2 separate regions of the Mus musculus genome follow, and region 2 is linked to region 1. A link is a contact called in public ChIA-PET data. All regions are on one chromosome and are shown on one strand. The core of a region is the stretch at or near the end of the contact, and the rest is flanking DNA. Distances in the headings are between cores, read along the strand shown. Region 1 overlaps Arap2 (ArfGAP with RhoGAP domain, ankyrin repeat and PH domain 2). Region 2 overlaps Dthd1 (death domain containing 1).

Evidence for each region. ChIA-PET counts read pairs in DNA pulled down with a chosen protein or histone mark.
Region 2: an RNA polymerase II ChIA-PET map of memory CD8 T cells shows a contact between it and region 1, with 138 read pairs. The contact joins two enhancer-like sites. A contact is called at or near these places in 1 of 15 datasets of contacts at CTCF or cohesin (CD8 T cells), 8 of 484 Hi-C or Micro-C datasets (CD4 T cells, CD8 T cells, the MNK3 cell line and 3 more) and 4 of 115 datasets of contacts at active chromatin or transcription factors (CD8 T cells, bone marrow-derived dendritic cells, effector CD8 T cells and 1 more).

Annotation. Positions count from the first base shown.
Region 1 is chr5:62,713,906-62,719,096 of GRCm38.p6, reverse strand. It overlaps Arap2 (ArfGAP with RhoGAP domain, ankyrin repeat and PH domain 2), which reads left to right. Exons shown (of 33, transcript NM_178407.3): 7 at 4,295-4,364. Among named protein-coding and RNA genes, the nearest start is that of Arap2, 50 kb to the left of the region's middle. Within about 2 kb of position 3,561, at least 46 of the 459 cell types and tissues checked have an H3K27ac peak or open chromatin away from gene starts, as enhancers often do. A contact at or near this core is called in CD8 T cells, the MNK3 cell line, Th1 cells and 2 more, where this site is marked.
Region 2 is chr5:62,855,695-62,860,307 of GRCm38.p6, reverse strand. The region is part of intron 8 of Dthd1 (death domain containing 1); the gene reads right to left. Among named protein-coding and RNA genes, the nearest start is that of Dthd1, 46 kb to the right of the region's middle. Within about 2 kb of position 1,782, at least 63 of the 459 cell types and tissues checked have an H3K27ac peak or open chromatin away from gene starts, as enhancers often do. A contact at or near this core is called in CD8 T cells, the MNK3 cell line, Th1 cells and 2 more, where this site is marked.

The DNA of each region.
Region 1 (5,191 bases), core at 2,312-4,811:
AGAGTGTTTGTACTGGTAGTGGAATGGGGAGGGATGTTATAACTAACGTGTGGTTATGTGCCTGAATCTGTAAGGTAAGGATGCCATTTTTTTTCTCCTTTTGTTGTCTGGAGATTAAATGTGTTAATGCTTATAGGTGGCTCGGAAGAGTTCCTGGAACAAAGCAGTATGTGTGCTACTGCCTGGAACTTTAATATTTCTTCTTGGGAATGCATTATTATGTCCAATTTAACTGCCCAAAGTGGCATTGTCTTTCATAATTCCTTATTATTGATTTGAGAATCTCTTGAAGCAAACTGGGCTGTTGAACGTGTAGTTTTGTTTATGTATGTGTGTGTGGTATGCCTGTGTGCAGGGCATATTTGTATAGGCACACATACATGCTTGTGTGCATACCAGAGGAGGCCAGAGTCTGACACTGTATATCTTCCTTGATTACTTTCTATCTTTTATATTGATGCAGGCTTTCTCTGGTGAACCCAGAGATCTGTGATTTAGCAATCCTGGCTATCCATCTTGCGGTGGGAATCTTCCCGTCTTTACTTCCCAAACAAGGAGAATACAGACAGGCTTCCACACCTATGTGTCATTTGTGTTGGTGCTATGAACCTGACTCCCAGTTTCAGGTTTGAATGCCAGACACTACCCACTGAGCCATCTCTCAAGTCTCTGTTAAATGGCGTTCAAAAAACAGATGTTTACATACTTTAAGATGTCACAGTACTTTAAGAGAAACTTAAAGTAATTAAAAATAAAATTAAAATAACAAAAGGGGATGTATATTACTAGCCTGTCCTCCAACTGATAATTCTGTCTCAGCTTCGAAAATGCTATCACTTTTTGGGTGATACATATCAATTGTAGAGTGGATTTTAAGCTGAGAACTTGATATGAGCCAGGCGAGGAACCATGTAGAAATTTCTGAGTATTGAATATGTCTTACAGGAAAACCGAGAGGTGAGGAAGGTTCTAGGGATAGACAGGTAGTATGACTCAGAAGGAATTGTCCACAGAGTAAGCACCCACAAAGACCCACAAAGACCCACAAGACAGAAGTAGAAGTAAGAAGATAGCAAAACGTCTCATTTCTGACCTAGAAGGGCGTTTCTCTGGGCTACTCATTCTGTTATTTACAGGCTGGGACTTAACTGTTAATTCCACATAGTCTCAAAGATATTTAGCAATCTTAAAAAAAATTACAAAACCCCAATTTAAAACTGATGAGCTCATGAAATAGCTACCTACAGTTGAGAAGATTATACTTTCTGGGAGATTCTTTCTTGCCTTAAGGTTGTTACAAGACTAGAGTTCTCAAAGCAAAGCCCTTAGCCTAGTGGGCACTGAGCTGTCCATCTCCCTCCAACATCCCTGCTGTCCTCCACATTTCTCTCCATCATGCTCTTGGATGATGCCTCTGGCCTCTCACACAGGTAGGCAAGGCTGGCCTGTAGTACAGTGGAGGTCAGCTGTGAATTCAGCACAACACTGAACCCTAAACTGACTTTAAAATTAGGAATGTTTATACTGTATTTTTTTTTTCTTGTTTGTGTGTGTGTAACCCAAGGGCATCATTTTTGAGCTTTAATTTAGTAGATGGCGGTATCGACAGTCTTGCAAACAGTTGGGCATTTCTGGGTTTCGACAGAATTCTGTGTGAACTTGTGGAGCCAGGTGGGGGAAGTGGCTTTAGGCTGAAGAGCTTGAATTTAGGCTGTTACGTGCTCATTAGCACCCATGTCAATGTGGGACTATGGTGCATGGCTACTCACATTTATAATCCCAGATCTCAGGGTGGAAATGGGAAGAGCCCATGAGCTCCATAGCCCACAGTCTAGCACAGATGGCAAAATTCAGCCCCTCTGAGAGACCTTGGTTCAAGAAAGGAGGTGAAAAGCTGTAGAAAACTGCTTGGGATTGACCCCTGGCTTTTCCATGCATGTACACAAGTATATGGGTACATACATGCACATATGCACACATGCACACAATTATATGGATGCATACATGCACACACATGAGCAGTCATATGGTATACACCTCCACAGAGACAAACAAATAATAAAATAGCTAACTAAATGGTCTGAATTATGCTGTGTTAACATAATTTCTGGGCCCTTTTCACTTGCTACTCTTTTAGACTGTGGATTTAATTCTGAATTTTCATAAATTTACCGGCCCTTCTGCAACTATTATTTTAGAACAAGATTGGATATGAGCCCGGTTGGATGTTTTCTTTTTCTTTCTTGTCTTTCTGTTAGGTTTTAAAAGGACTAAGCTTAGTCATATTACTTGTTCATTCATCCTTTTGGGCATGGTGTCGGGGGTAGAGGGAGCGAGAGAATGAGAACCTATTTGGGTCTTAGTGTTCATAGTTGATCATAAATAGAATATGAATCATTTCTGGACTTTGTCCCTGTAAAAGAGTAAGGTGCATTGTGGGATGTTGGCATTAAGAAAGTCAACAAATATATAAAGAGATTGCATTAACGGCTACAGGGAAACTAGAGGCACTTTTCCAGGAAAACTCTGGTTGGATATGTACTAGTTTGTCAGGGAAGGAATTTGTCTGTAGGTGTCTTAGGGATAATACTTAAAGTTAGTAAGGGAAGAAAGGGGAGGTTAGGAATGGATTTAAGGTCTCTATTCTACCCCTAGATATTGATCTTATTTTATATCTTAAAGTTGAAAATTACATGTTTTATTAAGCTCTTAGGTTCAGTTTCAATGGAAGTGAGGTGTGGCTCTGCACAGACCTCTGGCTTTCCCTAGTTGCTGTTGGGACCCTGGAGGAAGAAGCACATTTGTTTGCCTTGGAAGAACTGGAGAGAGAGAAGAAGACACTAGGTGGAGAGTGGATAGGTGCATACAGTATATAACTAACAAGGAGTGTGTGCATACTGAAGAGTGCCTTTCCTTCAACCTGCCAGTGCTGGGGATGTGGGAGTCCTTGGATTGTTGGAAGTGAAAAGTCAGCTCTGACTATGGAAAGCATTGCTGGGAGAAGAGATAGGAGAAGCCAAGAGAGGTGAGGAAGGAGCCGATGAGGGGGATCAGATGGAAGGAGGCTGTTGACTAGTGTGGTTAGATGAGGTTAGGGCCCAGAGTGTTCTTTATCATTAATTTAATATTTGTATATGAAATTGTTGTATGTGCTAGGGAACTTCATTTCTTTCCCTGTTTTGTCATTAGAGCTGGTTGGCTCTACGGATGCATATGTTTGTTAATGATTAGTGTGGGAATCTTTCTGTATTTTACACAAGTAATAGACCTTTGGCTGGAAAGCAGTGAGAAAAAACTCCCCCAGGGCCAGAACATTCTTTTTCTATCTTTAACTGTCACGAAAGCCACAGGAAATGATACTAAGTCTTTAAATGTGTTTTAAAACTGCAAGAGAGAGGGAGAGAGAAATGCTTAGTGGTGACTGGTTTTACTTTTTTCAATAGGAAGTTAGTGTTTGGTATCTATTAAAAGCAGAGGTTATCGTGGTGGCATCAGCCCAGGCTGACTGTATATAGAGAAGACAGTTCTCAGACTAGGGACTGTTGAATGCATGTTTGTTGGGAGGAGTTGGGGAAGAAACTTAAACAAAACGGAAACCACATGTGTGCACAAAAGCCCCTTCAGCAGTCCACTGTAAACTCAGCAAAACGATCTTTTTAAAAGTCTAAATATCAAAATGGGATTATCTTATTTTTCCCTTGATTTTATTTGGTGTCAGAATTTTAAACTGCATTTGCCTTTTATATGATCCTATTTCAACAGTATGCTGTTTAAAGAGATTATAAATACTCTGTAGTTTGACAAGGATTTTTCAACATCTTTAACTTGAAATACATTATTGATATGTATAAATTCAATTAACAAGACCACATTAGCTTAGCAACATAGCGTTCACTCACCAATGATCAAAGTAAAATAAGATCTGAGCCGGAGCTTAATGAGGGATGAGAGCATCATGTCATGCGCCCCTTGAAGGATTATCTTCTTGGTGGACCATGGGTTCAGTGGTGGAGGGGGTGCCCTCGTTTTGTTGTGCAGGGACCCTCACAGCTGCATGTGAAGGCAACGTCGACATTATATTATTTTGCAGATACCTACATTATCTAACCAGAATGTGCTACTATACACAGTCTCACAGTGCAATAATGAGAAATGTAGACCTGAAAGTTGTTACAGCCTCTTGTTACCTCTATTGTCTAAGAGAACAATGAAATGTACTCAACATAGGGACATTACAGACACATTTGAATTCGTGTCATGGAATGTAAAATAATGCTTTTCATGTATTTTACAGAAAACGCATGTTTCAGAAGAGATGGGTGAAATTTGATGGCCTTAGCATTTCTTACTACAATAATGACAGAGTAAGTACTGGCATCAAAGATTATTTTACATACACTAAGTGTGCGGAAAACAAGGGAATAGTTGAACACTTTTAAGAGTAGAAAATAATATATTATCAACATGAAAAGCAAGGGAATATGACGTAATCACTCTCCATGATTTAATTTCATAGAATGTATGGCTAATTTTTATTTTTAGTGTATACATCTTTTTTTTTAAAATTTTTAATTTTTTTTTTTTTGGTTTTTCGAGACAGGGTTTTTCTGAATAACCTTGGCTGTCCTAGAACTCACTTTCTAGACCAGGCTGGCCTCAAACTCAGAAATCCACCTGCCTCTACCTCCCAAGTGCTGGGATTAAAGGCCACCACTGCCCAGCAAGTGTATACATCTAATAGTTATTTTTAGAGCATCTTCTACAAATTATAGGAAAGGTTGTGAGCTATGTAAAGATGAATACAAAGTTTCCTTCATCCCTCAGAGCACCAAGATGTATACAAACCACACCATAAATAGAAAATTGAAAAGCAAGTAGGGGTTTGCCTCATCCTCTGGGAGTGAGAAGGGTTTGAATGGAATTCTATTGCTATGAGTTTGGAAGAAAAGAGGTTTGTACATGAAGAAATGTTGGAGAATAATAATTATTTATAGAAAGAATATGAAAGAAGCTTACATGAGAAAGTTTTGGCCATTTGCTACAAAACATATAGTGTTTTCTGGTTGTGTTGGGAATGAGCTTTGTGCAAGGGAGATGGGGGAGATGATGCTGTGTGGTTAGAGCCTACTGAACGTCCTGCATGTTGGTGAGAGTAGCTGAGTTGGGCAGAGTTCTGGGAATGTCTTCTTAA
Region 2 (4,613 bases), core at 533-3,032, 140 kb before region 1:
ATATCATTTTATTTTTTATTATTATATTTTTCATTATTAAAACCAAAACATCAGATTTTCTCTCTTCCACAAGTCCCTCCAGATCCTCTATTTCTCCCTCTCAATTTTAAGTTCTTTCTTAAAAAGGAAACAAATATACAATATAGCAAAACTCTCCCAAAATAAGAAACCATTAAACTACATCGAAAAAGAGGGGAAAAAAACCCCACAAAGTGGTTGATATACCCAGTGTCAGTCTACTGGAGAAAACTGATTTTCACTCTTCCAGAAGGTATAAGTAAAAATTCACTTCTTAACTTTTCGCCTAATGTCTAGATTTCCATTCATTTCTTTATATAAAAAAAAGCAATGAAATAAATATAATAAGATAAAACAAAAACTATCACACTGAAGTTGATCAAGACAAGCCAACGGAAGGAAAAAAGACCAAGAGAAGACACTTGAATAAACGTCCACTCACTCACACACTCAAGAGTCCCATGAAAACACTAAACTGGAAGCCATATTATACTCACTGTGGACCTGGTGTGGACCCATTCAAGCAACATGCATGCTACTTCAGTCTCTGTGAGCTCATATGAGCTATGCTCACATAGATTTACAGAGCCTTCTTTTCTTGGTGTCCTCAATCCCTTCTGATTCTTAAATTCTCTCTGCCTCCTCTTCCTGGGGTTCCCCCAAGTTGTGAGGGGAGGGATTTGTTGGAGACATCTCATTTAAGAAGGACTGAGTGTCCCAAGGTCTCTCAGTCTCTGCATAATTTAACATAATATTTCTTAGTTGAACTCATTATCTGACTGACAGAGGATGGACCATAAAGCAATATAGATGTTGCTAAAATTGACTTCAATATAGAAAACATGGAACTAAATTCTAACAAACTCTAAAACTGTTGTTAAGTTCAATGTTTCTGAAAAAACAACAAAACTCAAATTACTCTGTTTTTTTTCTGATAGGGTTTAATACCTACATACATACATACACACATATGTATATGTGTGTATTAAATATATTATATATAATCCATATGTACTATATGTATATTTTTTCTGAACTTGTTTTTTTTTATTATCCATCAACAGGGTAATGAATTGTGCTTTTTAAAATAGTAATTATATTTATTCTGAAAATTTTACACATAATATAGAATATATCTAAATCATATCTGTATCTTTCACCGCCCCCCCACACACACTAACTTCTCCTTGTTCTCCCAACACATTTTCCTTCCAATTAATTTTCTATTTACAAACCACTGAGTGCATCTAGTGCTACTCACATGTGCTAGTGACACTTTCATTTTTAATCCTAATATAATTACATAAAATAACTACATCTGAAAACTGTAAGCAATGCTAAGGTGCTTGTGACCATGATAAATTTTCTCCCATCTCAGAATCTTCTAATTTACTTAGTGAAGATTCTTTTAGCAGTTCATGTTTTTGGAAACAAATTACGTTTTTAAAATCATTTTCAGCATGGTAGGGAGTGGGCAATGAAAGTCTCAAACCGAGAGAAAGTGATGCTTTTGATACACAAGCTCTTGCAATAGCACATTCACAGTTCCTTCCTTTAACCTATTTAATGTGGTGGAAGTGCAAATGTTGTGACACTTTTTTTTTTTTTTTAACTAGAAATGGCATGACAATATGTCATGAGTTCACAGGGTCATTTTGTTTGTTTTTCTAAAGGAAGTTCAGTCTCAGCAGAAGTTAGGTCAGGATTGCTTATGTAAGGCTGCCACTGAGGTATTACTCAGAGCTTCAGCCTCAGGTAGACTCCAGCTTTGTGTCTGGAGCCCTGCCTGACTCTATTCAAAGCAAAACCACCAAACAGGTGGGAGAAGTACAAGGTTGTCACAACCCAAGCTGACGAAAAACAAGCAAATGTCATATAGACAGCCATCTGGGTGACTTCAGAAGTGTGTGTTCCGGCACCAAGCAGTCTAACCACTTCCTTCCACTTAAAAACTCAATTTTTTAAAGGTGCTTTCCTTCTTCCAGTGTACAATGGCATGTAATGTCAACAAAATGTTCTGGAACATTTATGAAATGAGTTGCTTTATGCACAACTTAGAAATGCTTTACTGGAAATGATTGTATTATGAGGCCTCAAATTTTCACTTGTATTGATGACATGGTCAATTTCATAAGGGCATCATCTTCCAAGGCCACTAAGACCAGTTAGATCATTTTTCAGACCTCAACTCAACTTCTTAGCCACCATATGAATAGTATCCATGATGTTTTTCCTTGAAGGCATCATGGAGGCTAGATATTTACTATTTGCCTTACTCTGGCTGATGCTTTCCCAGGACTGTAGGCAAAGAGGCTTCTTGTCTTGTGTTTCTTCTCTGCCCAGAAGGTAACTCACTGTTGGTCTTCTGTAACTGTCCTATTTTAACACATTTCACCAATTTTGTTTATTCTTTGATGCTTATTTGTTTCTTTCCTTAACATGTCTCATTTTCTCTTATTTTACCACCTATAGTATAAGCTGTATTCATTAAGGCATTTATGCAGCAAGCATTGGTTACATCTAACTGTGCCAAGCATTGTTCTTTATCCTTGTTGAACAATGAATAATAAAGGAACAGAACAAAGTTCCCCTGAAGTCATAGGGCTTACTTAAATCCTTGCTAAGTCAATCTTTCTGCAATATAGCTAACACACGAGGCTCCAGTGCTTTAGAGAGAAACACAGTTAAATCAAGTAAGAAGGCTCTAGAGTGTTGGGTTATGAATCCAGAAATACATTTGCTATTAAATAGATTCAGAGAAGGCTTTAGAGAGAATGTGAAACTTGACCATGAGATGACTATTGAGGTATTGGTATATAGGTAGATATTAGAAGGACCATTCAGGACAGAGAAATCATTAACACGTATTTAAATCAGAAGACAGAGAAGAGTAACCTAGAAGGAGGGACAGGCTAACTGTGGGATTGCAGGTGAACAAGGGAAGGAGATGGGATACAAAAGCTTGGAATCAATAGCCAAGTAGGCCATGTAGAGACTTTACAGTAGCTGTCCCTTATGACTGCTGTGTATTTTCTGGACTCAGTATCCTTCAGCCTCCATGGTATCATGGTCAATTGTGGATAAAATTATTAATTAGGAATACCAGAGATAAACAATTGATAAATCTTATAGAACTTTTTAATAATAAATTATCAATTGTCCCATATTATTGTTAGCTGTGCTTATTTACACCTTAACCTGTCTAATTTATAAACTAAACTTCATCATAGCTGTATATACATTAAAAATGTTATTCACTTAGGTTTCAATAACTTCTAGCACCCACTGGGAATCATAGTGGGGTGGTGTGCACATGCTCAGCCCACACTATTAGGAGGTAAGGCCTTGTTGGTGGAAGTGTGTCCCTGTGGGGATGGGCAATGAGACCAGACTCCTAACCAAGTGAGATCCAGTCTTCTCTTAGCAGCCTTCACTTTATAGATTCAAAATGAATATAGGAATTTGCTAGCTGTGAATACATGTAATCCAATTTCTAACTTAGGGAAATAGCTACAAAGTAATTTTTGGCTTTCATGATTGTATTAGTCGGGGTTCTCTGGAGTCACAGAACTTATGGAATGTTTCTATATATTAAGGGAATTTATTGTAATGACTTATATAGTCTGTAGTCCAACTAACCCAACAATGCCCAGCTGTAAATGGGAAGTCCAAGAATCTAGTAGGTGCTCAGTCCCTCAGGGATGGGTGTTTGAACTGGTCTTTTGTATAAGCTGGAATCCTGAAGAAGTAGGCCCAACAGATGTGCTGGCAATTTAGGGCAAGCAGATGAAGAAGAGCGATCCTTCTTTCTTCCAATGTCATTATGTAGACCTCCAGCAGAAGGTGTGCCCTAGATTAGAGGTGTGTACCACCATGCCTGGATTTGGGACTTGCTTTGTCTCAGGCTGGCCTTGAGTTCAGAGATCTACTTGTCTTTGTCTCCTGGGATTTAAGCCATGTACCACCTTACCTTGGCCTAAACTTTTCATAGATGCTATGTCTCAAGTTCTTCATGTTAAGATCTGGGTCAGAAGCCTGAGTCTTCCATCTTCAAGATCTGGGTCACAGTTGTGCCCTCCATTTCTGAATTATAGTTCATTCCAGGTATAGTCAAATTGACAACCAGGATATAGCCATCACACTCAGGAATATATTTCCTGCTCAGAATGGAGCCCTTGCTCTAAGAGAAACCAGGATCATTGAAGTGTATGGAGTAGACATGTGATCTGAATGATGTTTAAAAGATACTTTGCCCTCTAAATCAGTGATTCTCAATCTTCCTAATGCTGCAACCTTTGAATACATTTCTTCATGTTGTGGTGACCCCCAAACCATAGAATTATTTTCCATTTTTGCTGCTACTTCATAACTATGATTTTGATACTGTCATGAATATGTGACCCCTGTGAAAAGATTGTTCAGCTCTCAAAGGTATCATGACTGACAGGTTGAGAACTGTTGCTCTAAATGATGAGGATAGAAGAGCAAGACAAGCTTCAGACTGTGATTGTTATTCTTTGTTGACATCTTAGATGGATTTGCGATTGCTGAGAAACACACCTCTGGTGTCTGCACATTGAAATTAGACTGAGAAT